Linked DNA regions of Arabidopsis thaliana: region 1 is linked to region 2. Evidence: chromatin contacts called from public capture Hi-C data. All regions are on one chromosome and are shown on one strand. The core of a region is the stretch at or near the end of the contact, and the rest is flanking DNA. Distances in the headings are between cores, read along the strand shown. Region 1 holds the start of AT2G19080 (metaxin-like protein). Region 2 holds the start of AT2G17930 (Phosphatidylinositol 3- and 4-kinase family protein with FAT domain-containing protein).

Region 1 (6,049 bases), core at 1,680-4,179, 460 kb after region 2:
GGACTCATTACGTCTCCTATAAGCATTTTACTGCTTGTACTATAATATTGCTAGTAAAGCCTAAAAAGATATCATTCTGCTTCCAAATACCTTGCATTAATTTAGAATTAGTATTGCTAAATTGTAACAACATGCCATCATATTTCCATCATTGAGTTTTGTTATGGATTTGGCAAACAACCCAATCTAAGTCAAATTCATTGCATGCAAGATCATACTAAATGTTGTACTGGAGAAAGCACGATATTCTATAGCATTTTTTTTTGTTTAAATGTTAATTCCATTGTAGTAAGAACAATAATATATAGTTTAGAATCTGTTATTACAATTCAATAATCACTACAATATAAGTAGAATTCAAATGAAAGTGCATAAATATTTGTATACGTCATGTATATAAAAAACATATAAGGCCTAGATATCTTCATAAAAGTGTTTCTTGAAGGCCTCCATGTGAGCCACCTGTAGACACGTCGCGAGAATCACCGAGCCATCTTCGTTTTGATCCGGCAAGATCAGCGAGTCGCCGTCAAAGTCATGCGTGCCTGGTCCCGTGTAGAACTCTTTGCCCCATCCGAAATCAAGGCCGTACATTGGCAAAGTTAACCAGCTCACCACTCCAAGATTTGGGTTTCCGTAGAATGGACCTTCCGTGCTTCCCAAGGCATGTAGATCTTGAAACTTCTTCAGATCTTTTTGGTTCTTAAGATACTCTATCCCAATCATCACGTATTCGTTTGTTACATTCTTTATGGCTTTACTGATTAAACTCGCCGCGAAACCCAATTCATTCGATATCAGTTCACCTATATGCATAACAAAATTATCGAAACAGACTTTGCATTGTAGAATCAGTACGTACTAACCTACATTTACGTGGATGAAAAGCAACCAAGAAAAGTTTCATATATCCAAGTTCTTCAGATAATTTTAATTGTTCAGCAATAGTAGAAATTAATGATAATCCATCAGTTTCATAAAAGAGTCGTTTTGACGGTCTTTTGACACGAATTCTAAGATAAACAAATTACAATATTTTGTAATATTTTTGAATTGAAAAAAATTAATAAATAAATAATATATATAATTGGAATATAAAAGTAATGAACAAAATCATAATTTTTGTTTAGAGGACTAAATTAAATTTTGAAGAAGTGTATTCAAATTCACAAAACAAACAAAATTTCTATGGATAGTAATAGAAAAGAAAGAAAAAACACGTACCTGAGGTGCTTGCTGCGACCACGTCAAGAGTAGCATTGCCGAAGTAGCCGCGTGGCAGAGGTGGCTCCATCCGACTACGAGTATCTATACAGATTCCTAGAGCCGTTGGTTGCTCCGGAGAGTGGCCACGTGCTTTACACGCGCACCTCCACACGTGTCCGGTGACGGTCTCGTACCTTGTAAACCCTTTCGCCGGGTCAGAGTGTTTGCTTCCGTTGGCTTTACTTCGTAGCTTCTGCAGCTGAGATGTGCTCAGTGGTAGCATCACCACAATCGTTTTCTTCTTTCTCTCTTCTACATTGTCCGTTTCTCCGATCAAAAACGGTGGCTGATCAAACTCTTTGTGGTCGAACTTTGGGGGCGACACAAACGGTGGGAGCGGTTCACCAGCCCAGAGGATTTTCCGGTCTAGAAATGGAACGGTTTCTAACGGTTCACCGCGCGCGAGTCTTCCCCATTCCGATATTAAGTGAAGCGCGCTTTGGCCATCTACGATCGCGTGGGAAACGTTGACGCTAAGGCTTATTCCACCGCATTTGAATTTGGTTACCTGAGCTAAAAATAGAGGAATCGTTTCGATAGGGTTTTTATAGTTTACTTGCGGCATAAGATTCTCGAATTCCGGCGTAGGAGAGAAGTCTTTGAAATCCGAAAGCTTCCCCTCAGATTCCGCTTCAATGAATTCCACTCCCTCGGCGTTACAATTGAGCTCGAACCGTCCCCGAGGGAGCCATCTGAGACGGCCAGCCATAGGGTAAAAATGGACTAGCACACGGCTCAACGAGGTTTTTAGGATTTCGACTACATTGCCTTGGAAAGATTCAGATGGCTTGTCGTAAAAGTAAAGGGTGGGAATGTGAGTAATTGTACCAACTTGATCCCACTCGGCTAAGGGAAACCTACCGCTCCACGTTGGTTCGGCCGGTACTATAGTGTAAGATTTTCTAAAAGTTATGGGAGCCATAACACAAACCCCCTTTCTTTTTCTCTTCTCTTTTTGAAGTTCGTGCTAAAGTAATGTTTATATAGTACACAGAATCATATGGATTCAACGAATTTTTCTTGCTGTTAGTCAAAATTCAAAAATGTTTTTCTCGTGGTTTAGTTTGTTTCCTTCGAAGCAGCTTAATTAGTGGAAGTGAGAATAAGGTTTAGTTTTGTTGGTTGTATATGATCACGCGTATTACCCTTCTTCTCTATTTTGTTCACATTGTGGATGAATATATATTTCCACGAAAAAATGAAAAAAAACGAGGTAAGAACATATAACATAAAATTCATATCACTATTAGGGAATGTGTTATACTTTTTTATGCAAGTATATTCCAAAGTATAAATTCTAAACTAAATCCTTAAGTATATATCATAAACTCTAAAAAGAAATGGTAAATCCAAAATACTAACTTCATAGCATTAAATTCAAAAGCCCACATCGCCAGTTTTGATTATATCTTCTGAATTTAAGTTGAGTTTATTTTTATAAAGTCATCTTGAAGAAAAAAAATGTGGATGATGTATTTTACACTGTTACACAGTAATTTTAGTTTTTACAAACTAACAAAAAGGAGAAAACAATTCCACTTTCTCCGAGTCTCCTCCTCCAGTAGTTTTGTCTTAATGGGTAATTTGTGGGCCTTTTAAAGCCCAAAATGAGTTATCGTATTAATAAACCCTAGTTTTAAACCCGACCGACTAAACCTTAACCCAGACCCGGACTCGACTGGATCTTCTCTTCTCGCCCCATCTCTCTCTATCGACGATCGAACTTACTTGAGTACTTCTTCTTCTTTTGACCAGAGCTCTCACACATACGAGTCACTATAATGGAAGGCGATCAAGAGACGAATGTTTATACTTTGGTGGCAAGGAAGCCTTCCTTCGATCTCCCAACAGCTTGCCCTAATTGTCTTCCTGCTTATATATACCTGAAATTAGCCCAGCTACCTTTTGAACTTGCGTTCAATTCAACCTTCCCTGATTCAGGTTTGCTTCTGTTTTGATTCCTCGCTTCGTATTTTGGTTGTTGTTAGATTAAGGTTTTGGTTGCGTGATGTGTATCTGTTGGAAGTGAACATTGTTAATTCTATTAGCTTGAATTGAGATTCGAATCCTAGACAAGATAATTTTGAGTTCTGGATTCGAATTCGTACTATTAAGATCCTGCTCTTAGGTTAATCAGAGTTTAGATAGGGTTTTTAGGCAATAGTAATTCAATTTTGAGGTGTATATATGCATTGGTGAATTTTTCTGGATAGGAAGTGTTCATCATAATTTCTTGTTATAGCTTTGGTTGAATTCCTCGTTATCGTAATTGTTAATTCGAAGAGAATGATGATGTTTCATACTTGTTCAGAAGAAATTAGTTGTTTGATTTAGCTATTGAGTTTGTATATTAACAATATCTTCAGAATTTCTATGTTATGTTTGATAATATCTCTAGACACTTCGTAATCCTTTGTTCACGGATTTACAAATTTGTGCATTCAATATTTATAAGCTTGTGTATTGACAATGTTAATCATTTGTTTTTAATATAGATGAACTGCCGTACTTTGAAAGTGATACATATGTTGCATATAACAATGAAGATGGAGGAGTAATTGAAAAACTGAAGAAAGATGGGATTGTTAATCTGGACTCTCAGCTACAGTCTCTTTCGGATTATTTATCTTTGAAGGCTCTTATTGTGTCTTGGCTAGAAGAAGCGCTTACCTATGAGATATGGGTTGGTACCGAGGGGATATCTACATCGAAAATCTACTATTCAGATCTTCCTTGGGTGATCAGCAAGGTCCTGTTTTATAAGCAGACATACTTGGCAAAGAACCGTTTAGGAATCACCAAAGAGAACGCAGAGCAAAGAGAAAAACAGGTCGGGTTTGTTTAAGTTTTGTTGTTACTTTAGAAGACCTGTGGTTTATATTTGTGAGCATTTGAACTAGTTATTAAAGTTCATAGTCTTAAATGTGAACAGATATACAAGAGAGCAAGTGAGGCATATGAAGCTTTGTCGACTAGGTTAGGTGAGCAGAAGTTTCTCTTTGAAGACAGGTATTGCAATCACATTCCGGAACTGGATTCTTTCCCTTAAGCCTTTTTGTAAAAGATTGACAATGTTTATATTATTCTCTTCCCACAGGCCATCGAGTTTGGATGCTTTCTTACTCTCGCACATACTTTTTATAATCCAAGCGTTACCAGTGAGCAGCTTTAAATTTCACCAATATATTTCTCAGTTATGGGTTTATCAGGTTGAATTTAGCCTTAGAACTATTTAGATGAAGTAGTTTTCTTAATGGTGCATGATCAGGTTACATCAGTGCTTCGGTGCAAACTTCTGGAACATAGTAATCTTGTGCGATATGCTGAGAAACTTAAGTCAGAGTTCCTTGAAGCCTCTTCTTCATCTCCTTCACCTCCACTTCACTCATTCCCTTCCTCATTTCCAAGAAAGAGTAAGACACATCTAACCTTCAACGTCCATATCATATATATTTCATCATATTATATATCTGTCATATATGCAACATTCATTGGATATGTTTAAGCCTGTGAAGGAAGTGAATTTCATCTTTTGTTCAGGTTCGAAGCCAAAGAGCAAACCAAAGGTAGAAAAGACCGAAGAGGAGAAAAAATTTAAGAAAAGAGCAAGGTTCTTTCTAGCTGCTCAGTTTCTAGCTGTCGTCATTTACGTATCAGTGATGGGAGGAGGTAGTTCTGATGAACTGGAGTATGAAGATGAAGATGACTAAACTAAAGCTTTTCTTATTAAATGGACCGGTAACTCTCAGGCGAACTCTCTGAGACTAAGATAAAAACATAACCAGTAATCTCTACGCTTTTTTCTTCTTGAACTCTTAGTTATGGAGAGGATACAGATGTGAGATTTAGTCACATTATAATGGTTTTCGACTTTTCGTTCTGAAGGAGAGCTTTTGGCTTTTATATAAATTTCATTGGTTTTTAAGGCACATCATGGGAACCGATTCACCGGATAAAATACCGAGGAACATTAGAAGACTCTTGGTACACATCCTCAGAATCAACTGAACTAACTCTATTTGTCTTACTAAATAATACAAATCTCATCCATCTAAGAAACTATCTTCTGATAGCAAAAGATGATGCCAAAAACCTACCTAATTCTAAACTCTCTAAAACCAAACAAAATTAATAACAAGTACTAGGAATTGAAATTTACATCCGGGGGCTGCTGCTCCGACGCATCGTCTGCTGGTTGGCTAACAAGCTTCGAGTGTTCATCGGCCGAGTTGATGGAAAACTCAGCTAGTGAACTAACTGCAACAGACATTCCATGGCAGAGAACCTTCACAGCAACCTCTGCAAGTTTCTCAGCAGTCATCACAACATCTTCTTCTCCCTTATCAGCCACTACAAGCTCCATGCTTTCTGACCCGGAGTATCTCCTTGACCCGCTTCCACTCCAGTTTGGATCTTCCCTAACTTGCCTTGCATATATTGAACCCATCCCTGAGGCAAAGAACTCAAGTTTGTCCAAAACTGGTTTTTCATTCAAGCTGTTAAGCAACCTTGACCATTGAATGCAGACTCGGTATATCGGGTGAAGACATGAGGATAATCTAACTTTTTCGGGGTCAGGATCACATCTGAAACATCTTAGAAGCCAACCAGATAATGCTTTCATGTAGGATCTCTGAGAGGTGATCCAGAATTCAAAACAGGTTCTCCAGTTTCGAAGCTGAGCTTCAAGATTCAAAGCAGATTGAGCTAATCTTTGAGAGTTAATAGCCTCTGGCATTATTGGAGGTTGTCTCTTCTTGTGACGCTTTGAAACCGGTGTGCC
Region 2 (5,997 bases), core at 3,044-5,543:
TTGTTAATCATGCTCTCAAAAAGCTCTGGCATGCATAACGAGAACATGTCCATTAGATCTCGAGGTTCCATAATAGCAAGAATTTGGGAGAAAAGATTCAGCATTTCCTTTTCCTCATCCTTTTCTTTGAAGAGAGCTAAGCAGTGGACACCACTCTTTAAAACACCAGAAGCTTTCCACACCTACTTCAAGGCAGAGATTACTAAGGTTTATAGCCATGCACTATTAATGACTAAAGTAAATAATCTTACAAGCAGTACCTCATCTTCTCTCATTCCTTTAAAACCCTGCGGAGCAGATGATTGTGAAACAAGAGCTTGAGGGTTCATCCCCTGGCCAGCAGGAGAAACCGTCACAATTAATATACTTGCATGACAAAACAATAGAACACTGATACAAGAGACAATTTAACACAAACCTGAGGTCGAGGCAAATGTGCATGGGTAATACTCCATATTATTGTTTTCATTCCTGAACACAATCAAGAAAGTGAATAAATATTGATCGTCAAGTATAGAATCATGGTCAATGTAAAAAGATAATTCTGCTAAGATTCAGTACCCATGACCAGTGTCTTGATCAGATTCTTACAATCATTCACTTCTTTGGAATGTTCAACAGGAACCTGCAAATTCAAAACTGCCTGCAACCAGTGTGGTCTAGCAATAAATAAAACTTCTAGATAATCCATTTGTCGAACAAAAGAAAATTTATGAAGTTATCAATAAGACTGCATAATGCTTCATCAGGAGACAAAAAGCCTAGTATAAAATCTAAGAATCCAGCTTGGAATTACAATACCACCTATATTCCAACTTAAAGCAAAAGTGGAATGTCCATGTAACGGTGTAAGATAATATGAGAGCTTTTAATAAGCAATTGAGTTTGAATATAAACATGTGCAAGACGATCACACATTGGCTGATAATTCGTATTACTGATAATTCGTATTACTCACTAAAACAGAGAAAGAAAGAAAAAAAAGTAATCACTGATGAGCGACACAAATTACCTGGACAGGAAGTTCAAGCTTCGACCTCAAAGTGACCCGATCCTTTCCCACCTCACCCTCCTCCAAAAGCTACGAATCGCAAAGCAAGAATAGGTAAAACATCAAAAATATAATGGAGTTGAGAAATGAATTAGCTGAAGGCTCAAGATGCCTTTTTATTAACCTCTTAGCACATAATTTAAAGGTAACATAAAAATAAAGAAATGACATATCAAGCAAGAATACTTTTTGCAGCTATTCTCAAAGACCATCTGAAAACTGAAAGTTATAGCAAGAAAGCAAATGCATCTTGCAAACTGCCCCTGAAGATCAAGTGATCACCTCAATAATAAATACACATCTTTCCCAATCTCAAACACTAGAAGGAAAGAGACCAAATTAATAGCAGCATAACTTGGTTTTGAAACTTAACAAACAGTAAATCATCAGTAATAGAAGAAAACAAAGCCAAAAAAAATTGAACTCTTGATCACAACATCCGATTTTGAACAGCAACCAGCATTACCTGAGGAATAGTACGCTTGAAAGTACTGAATTTCCCCACAAAGGCATCCAGGATACGTCCCTATTTACAGGTGCAACATGAGGTAAGTTAATGGACAGAGAAGCCAATCAATTCTAAAATGAACTCTCCAGTGAATTTCTACCAGTAAAATCCGTGCTTCATCCATTGACTGCTGATCAACACCTTTCTCAAATATTGGTTCTACCTGTATCAAACACAAGTTTTGATTGAAGCTTAATTCAGAAAAAATAAATAAACTATATCCCTGTTTAAAGCAGTTTATCGAATTAAACAAGACAAGCACGGTAGAGAATATAGAATTACCAGATTCAGCATCAGTCGGGCACATGTTGTATGAATGCTAAGAGAGAGGGTAGAGTCGTGCATGTTTCTTGAAAATAGGTAGATAATCCGTGATAACTGTGACGTTGTTTATAGTTAATCAGAGGAATGTAAAGGAAATGCACTCATTAAGCTCGACAAAAAATAAGGGGAAAAAAAAATGACGTCAAAAAGGAAAGCCTAATGATGCAAAGAAAATTGATCAATATGTTACATTCCTAAAATTTTCCACACACAGTGCAATTGCGTATTGTAATGAAGTATTTTCACTTATAATGAATCCAGGCTATCACAATCAACGTTTAATACTGTTTAAAGTTCTGCATCAGTAAAAACCTGTGCGAGAGAAAGATCTCCGCGAACATGGTGAACAATCTCCGCGAGTAGGCTGTAAGCCAAAGGCCTCAAAGACTCAAAACATGCTCGCCCAGTTCCAACTAGAACCCTAACACAGAAGACAAAGAAGAATACCTGAAAAAAGTCAATACTTGTTTATAGATACTTCAACTAGATAAACTATATGCGGACAAAAGCTGTGCTTGATTTAACCAAACATCTCCTTTAGAAATATGAAAATTTTCGAAATTTTCGAATTTCAGATGCCTTAAGCCTCATACCTCTCATCTAAAAGAGTGTCAATCAGAGGAAATAAGCCTCTCTTGAAATCCGTCCCAAGCACATGCTTTAATGAGACTAAGAGTTCCTGCATTTTATGTAATGAAAAGTAAATCTTTAGCTGCACTCCCTTAACTGTGTCACCAGAGAAAACATACTGACGAAAAGGACCATAAGGTTTTCCACCTTTCTGATAGAAGCAGAATCTGAACACGTCACAAGCAAATTTACAATGCTTTTGCATATGCTTTCTTCATGCGGACGGATATATTCGGCGCAACTTTTTAGCAAATAAGTCAAAAAAGAAACCGTCTGCAAATGATCCGAAAACAAAAGTCAATATATCATGTCATCTCCCAGTTACAAACAATATAATTCAGATCAAACAATGAGTCGGTGTAGGCCTTGATATAATAATATTTCCAACAATGTAGAAAGCTTTGGTTCCCTTCCTTACGAAGAAACATTGTCTCACCTTAACCTGTGCACCTTTTAACTCTATGAACTGAGGCTTCAAATGTGAAGGGACATTCTCAGGTCCAGGGACAGATATAGCAGCAACCATCAGTGGAAGTAAATGAGGAATGTTGGTCTGAACGAGTCGGCTATACAGCTGGAAAAGGAACATAACAACAAGGGGGCTCTCTGTGATTATCTTGAATGACCGAGTACTCGGATTAAGCTGCACATTCCCGATAGGTGGGGTAGGGGTAAGGGACTGATCAGAAGACGTAGGCATCTCCATAGGCTTCACTTCTTCCATTTTAACATTATCGAAAAAATGGCTGACAGTGAATCTGAAAATCGAATAGATTTTGCAGACAAAGTCTAAAAACGGTTGAACCTCGTTTTCTAGCGTGGGCCTAAAATTCCTAAGAAGGTCAAAGATTATCCGAATGCAAATCAAACCGTTTTCTTCATTATCTGCGGTGAGCACCTGCATTGCAACCTTCAAGAGGTCCTGAACAAAGGGACGAAGAACCTCACTGTGTGGAAGACGATTGAGGATCTCAACCACAATGTTCCGCAGTTTGTGCTCCGGATTATCGATAAATTGCGGTTTAGTAATCTGTAGAAGAATAACTGAGAATGCTGGGAAGTAGCATTTTAAGAAATTCAAGTACTCTGCCGTATGTGCTATCTCTAGACTGTCCCTGACCTCCACCACCATCTCAAGCCTTGTTGGAATAGCTACACAAAACAATTTCAAAACAGATAAATTAACAAAAAAAACAAAAGAATTTTTGATTTCACAGTTAAAACTAAAACAAGAACTGAGTCGAAGTCAGACTATAATTCATACGAGAATCATGAAAATTCTCTCAAAATTCAAAATCAAAGGAAGCTGATTTGAGTTATATAGAGAGTGAAATCAATAGAGAAATTACGTAGGTCAAGATCCACGAGACGACGGGAGTGTTGCTCGAAATTCTGAATTGGACTCATGGTGAACAAAGAGCTGAGCGAAATAATTTACACGGCGGAGCTCTTTCGCCGATCACCGACGCGACGATCTCTAAACGCACCGTACAAGTGCCAGACTAGGTCAAAACAAGTGGAATTTTAGCGAAGGTTTTTTACAAAAGCTACTAAACTAGAGACAATTCTGGAGAGTTTCCCAGAATCGTTTGAACAAAGACTAACGAATTAGAGGAGGAAGACTATGGAAGATGATGCTTCTCTAAGCAATTTTCCCTCTCATTTTTGTTTCTCTGTGACGACTCTCTTTGAATAGTGAGTTCTGTGAACTCCGAGAGGATTCACGGGCGAGATCGCCGACTTGTACCGCCCAGTTTTATTGTTTCCTTAATGGGCCAAAATTTTCGGCCCAATATAATTTCAAGAGGCCTGTGTGCATTTTATTTTATTTTAGGAGAGGTGTTGTTATCAAGATGGTCACATTTAGCTAACGAATATTAATTAGACAGGAGCAAAAGCCATCATTATAATTTTTATTAACCAAATTCAAGTGTAGTGAACGCCAAGAATCTAACACCCTCCAAATTACTGTATAAGACACAAAAAGTAACACTAATTCTTGTGTGATGTAATATTGATGGAAGGTATACGCATAATTAATTAAGCAGATAGTAATGGAGAGAGGAAACGTTTGGAGAAGTGGTCGAGCGGAGATAGAGACAAAAGCAGCGTTTGGGTCGGTGAAAGAAGCGGTGGCCATGTTCGGAGAGAAAGTTTTAGCCGGAGAGATCTATGCAACTAGGCTTAGAGAGGTAACAATGTTCTATATTATCACAACGAAAATAAACAATGTTCAATACTTCAATATCATCACAAAGATTACTATTTTGAAATAATATTTTATATATACATAATATATACTGTATATATAAACTAATTAATATGTCAGATATATTTGTAACCATTTTCTATTGACTAGATATACAACACAACCAAATGAAAAAAAAAAAATATGTACACATACATTTATAGTTTTGAATGGGCATTGTATATATGAATAAATTGATACGTTCCGGCTCGTATAGTTTTTACTTTTTACATCACATGTCTTTGACGGTTTCAGATACGGACAAAGGAAACAAATTCAACTCCGAGTTCTCTATCAAGACTACCATCTCTAACACTCGAGCTTGAGCAGACAAAACAAACACTGACAAGAACACTACAACTAAACACCAGCCTCTCCAACAGAATCAAAACTCTAACACAAGAACTCGAACTTGGTAAGAAGGAGATACAACGGCTCAGCAGGACGAGGTCGAGTCGCCTAGACAATCCGGAGATTGAGGAACTCAAGTTCGTGGAACAGCATCAAACGATGACGTCTAATGATTTTGAAGAAGAGGTTGTGACGACGGAGGAGTTGGAAAAGAGGAGACTAGTGACATTCGCGAGCTCGCCTTTGCTGACACGTGTGATGTCAAGTGTCGGGGACGAAGAGGAGAGAAACAAGAAAGAGAAGGATTTTGAGAGAGATTGTTCGGTCAAGAAGACAAAATTAAAGAAGGGTTTTGCTCCGTTCATGGGATGGTTTAGAGCAACCCGTGGATGAGATTGATCTATATATCTCCAATAATGCGGTCATATTGATTATTATGATTTTAGATCGTTATATAATATAGTTAATGTGCATGATGCTATATATCAATCTCGTTCTAAGAGTTTGATGAATAATACTTACGTTAAAAATGAGTCTTGCATCTTGCAATGATCTAAGCTTGGTTCTTTACAATAATCTCTATAGATAAAAGTTTTACTTGTTATCACATTGAACATACTTTTGCGATTTTTATGTAGGTGTCGTCTCTAATCTTCAATTCTTGGGTTGTTGTACAGTCTTTATGATGTTAGGTTTATGTTTGCATCTAAAATTGAAACTCGGAGAAAGTAGAACGTGAGATATATATGATTTCAGAGCAAAATAAATAGATTTGTTACAAAATTAAAGTGTTGTGAATCCGACCATATACTAATTAAGCAACATGTTTCTCAACAAAAAAAAAAGTATTTTATGATATAAAGTAGCCGCACAGCGATTTCATAT

The links. Capture Hi-C pulls out chosen DNA fragments and counts their contacts.
Region 1: a capture Hi-C map of seedling shows a contact between it and region 2, with 2.4 times the contacts expected there. The contact joins the promoter of AT2G19080 here to the promoter of AT2G17930 in region 2.

The regions. Positions count from the first base shown.
Region 1 is chr2:8,259,771-8,265,819 of TAIR10.1, forward strand. It overlaps AT2G19080 (metaxin-like protein), which reads left to right and starts at 2,930. Exons shown (of 6, transcript NM_127465.4): 1 at 2,930-3,207; 2 at 3,762-4,096; 3 at 4,199-4,275; 4 at 4,364-4,424; 5 at 4,535-4,679; 6 at 4,807-5,368. The coding sequence starts at 3,048. The coding sequence ends at 4,976. It overlaps SHT (spermidine hydroxycinnamoyl transferase), which reads right to left and starts at 2,215. Exons shown (of 2, transcript NM_127464.2): 1 at 1,225-2,215; 2 at 268-806. The coding sequence starts at 2,188. The coding sequence ends at 415. It overlaps AT2G19060 (SGNH hydrolase-type esterase superfamily protein), which reads left to right. Exons shown (of 5, transcript NM_127463.3): 5 at 1-775. The coding sequence ends at 45. It overlaps AT2G19090 (DUF630 family protein (DUF630 and DUF632)), which reads right to left. Exons shown (of 4, transcript NM_127466.3): 4 at 5,204-6,049. The coding sequence ends at 5,408.
Region 2 is chr2:7,798,311-7,804,307 of TAIR10.1, forward strand. It overlaps AT2G17930 (Phosphatidylinositol 3- and 4-kinase family protein with FAT domain-containing protein), which reads right to left and starts at 4,294. Exons shown (of 35, transcript NM_127347.6): 1 at 3,863-4,294; 2 at 2,950-3,665; 3 at 2,661-2,786; 4 at 2,477-2,562; 5 at 2,196-2,304; 6 at 1,842-1,937; 7 at 1,660-1,722; 8 at 1,518-1,577; 9 at 1,013-1,081; 10 at 562-643; 11 at 419-471; 12 at 261-332; 13 at 1-182. The coding sequence starts at 3,920. It overlaps AT2G17940 (WEB family protein (DUF827)), which reads left to right and starts at 4,515. Exons shown (of 2, transcript NM_127348.2): 1 at 4,515-4,705; 2 at 5,017-5,649. The coding sequence starts at 4,568. The coding sequence ends at 5,505.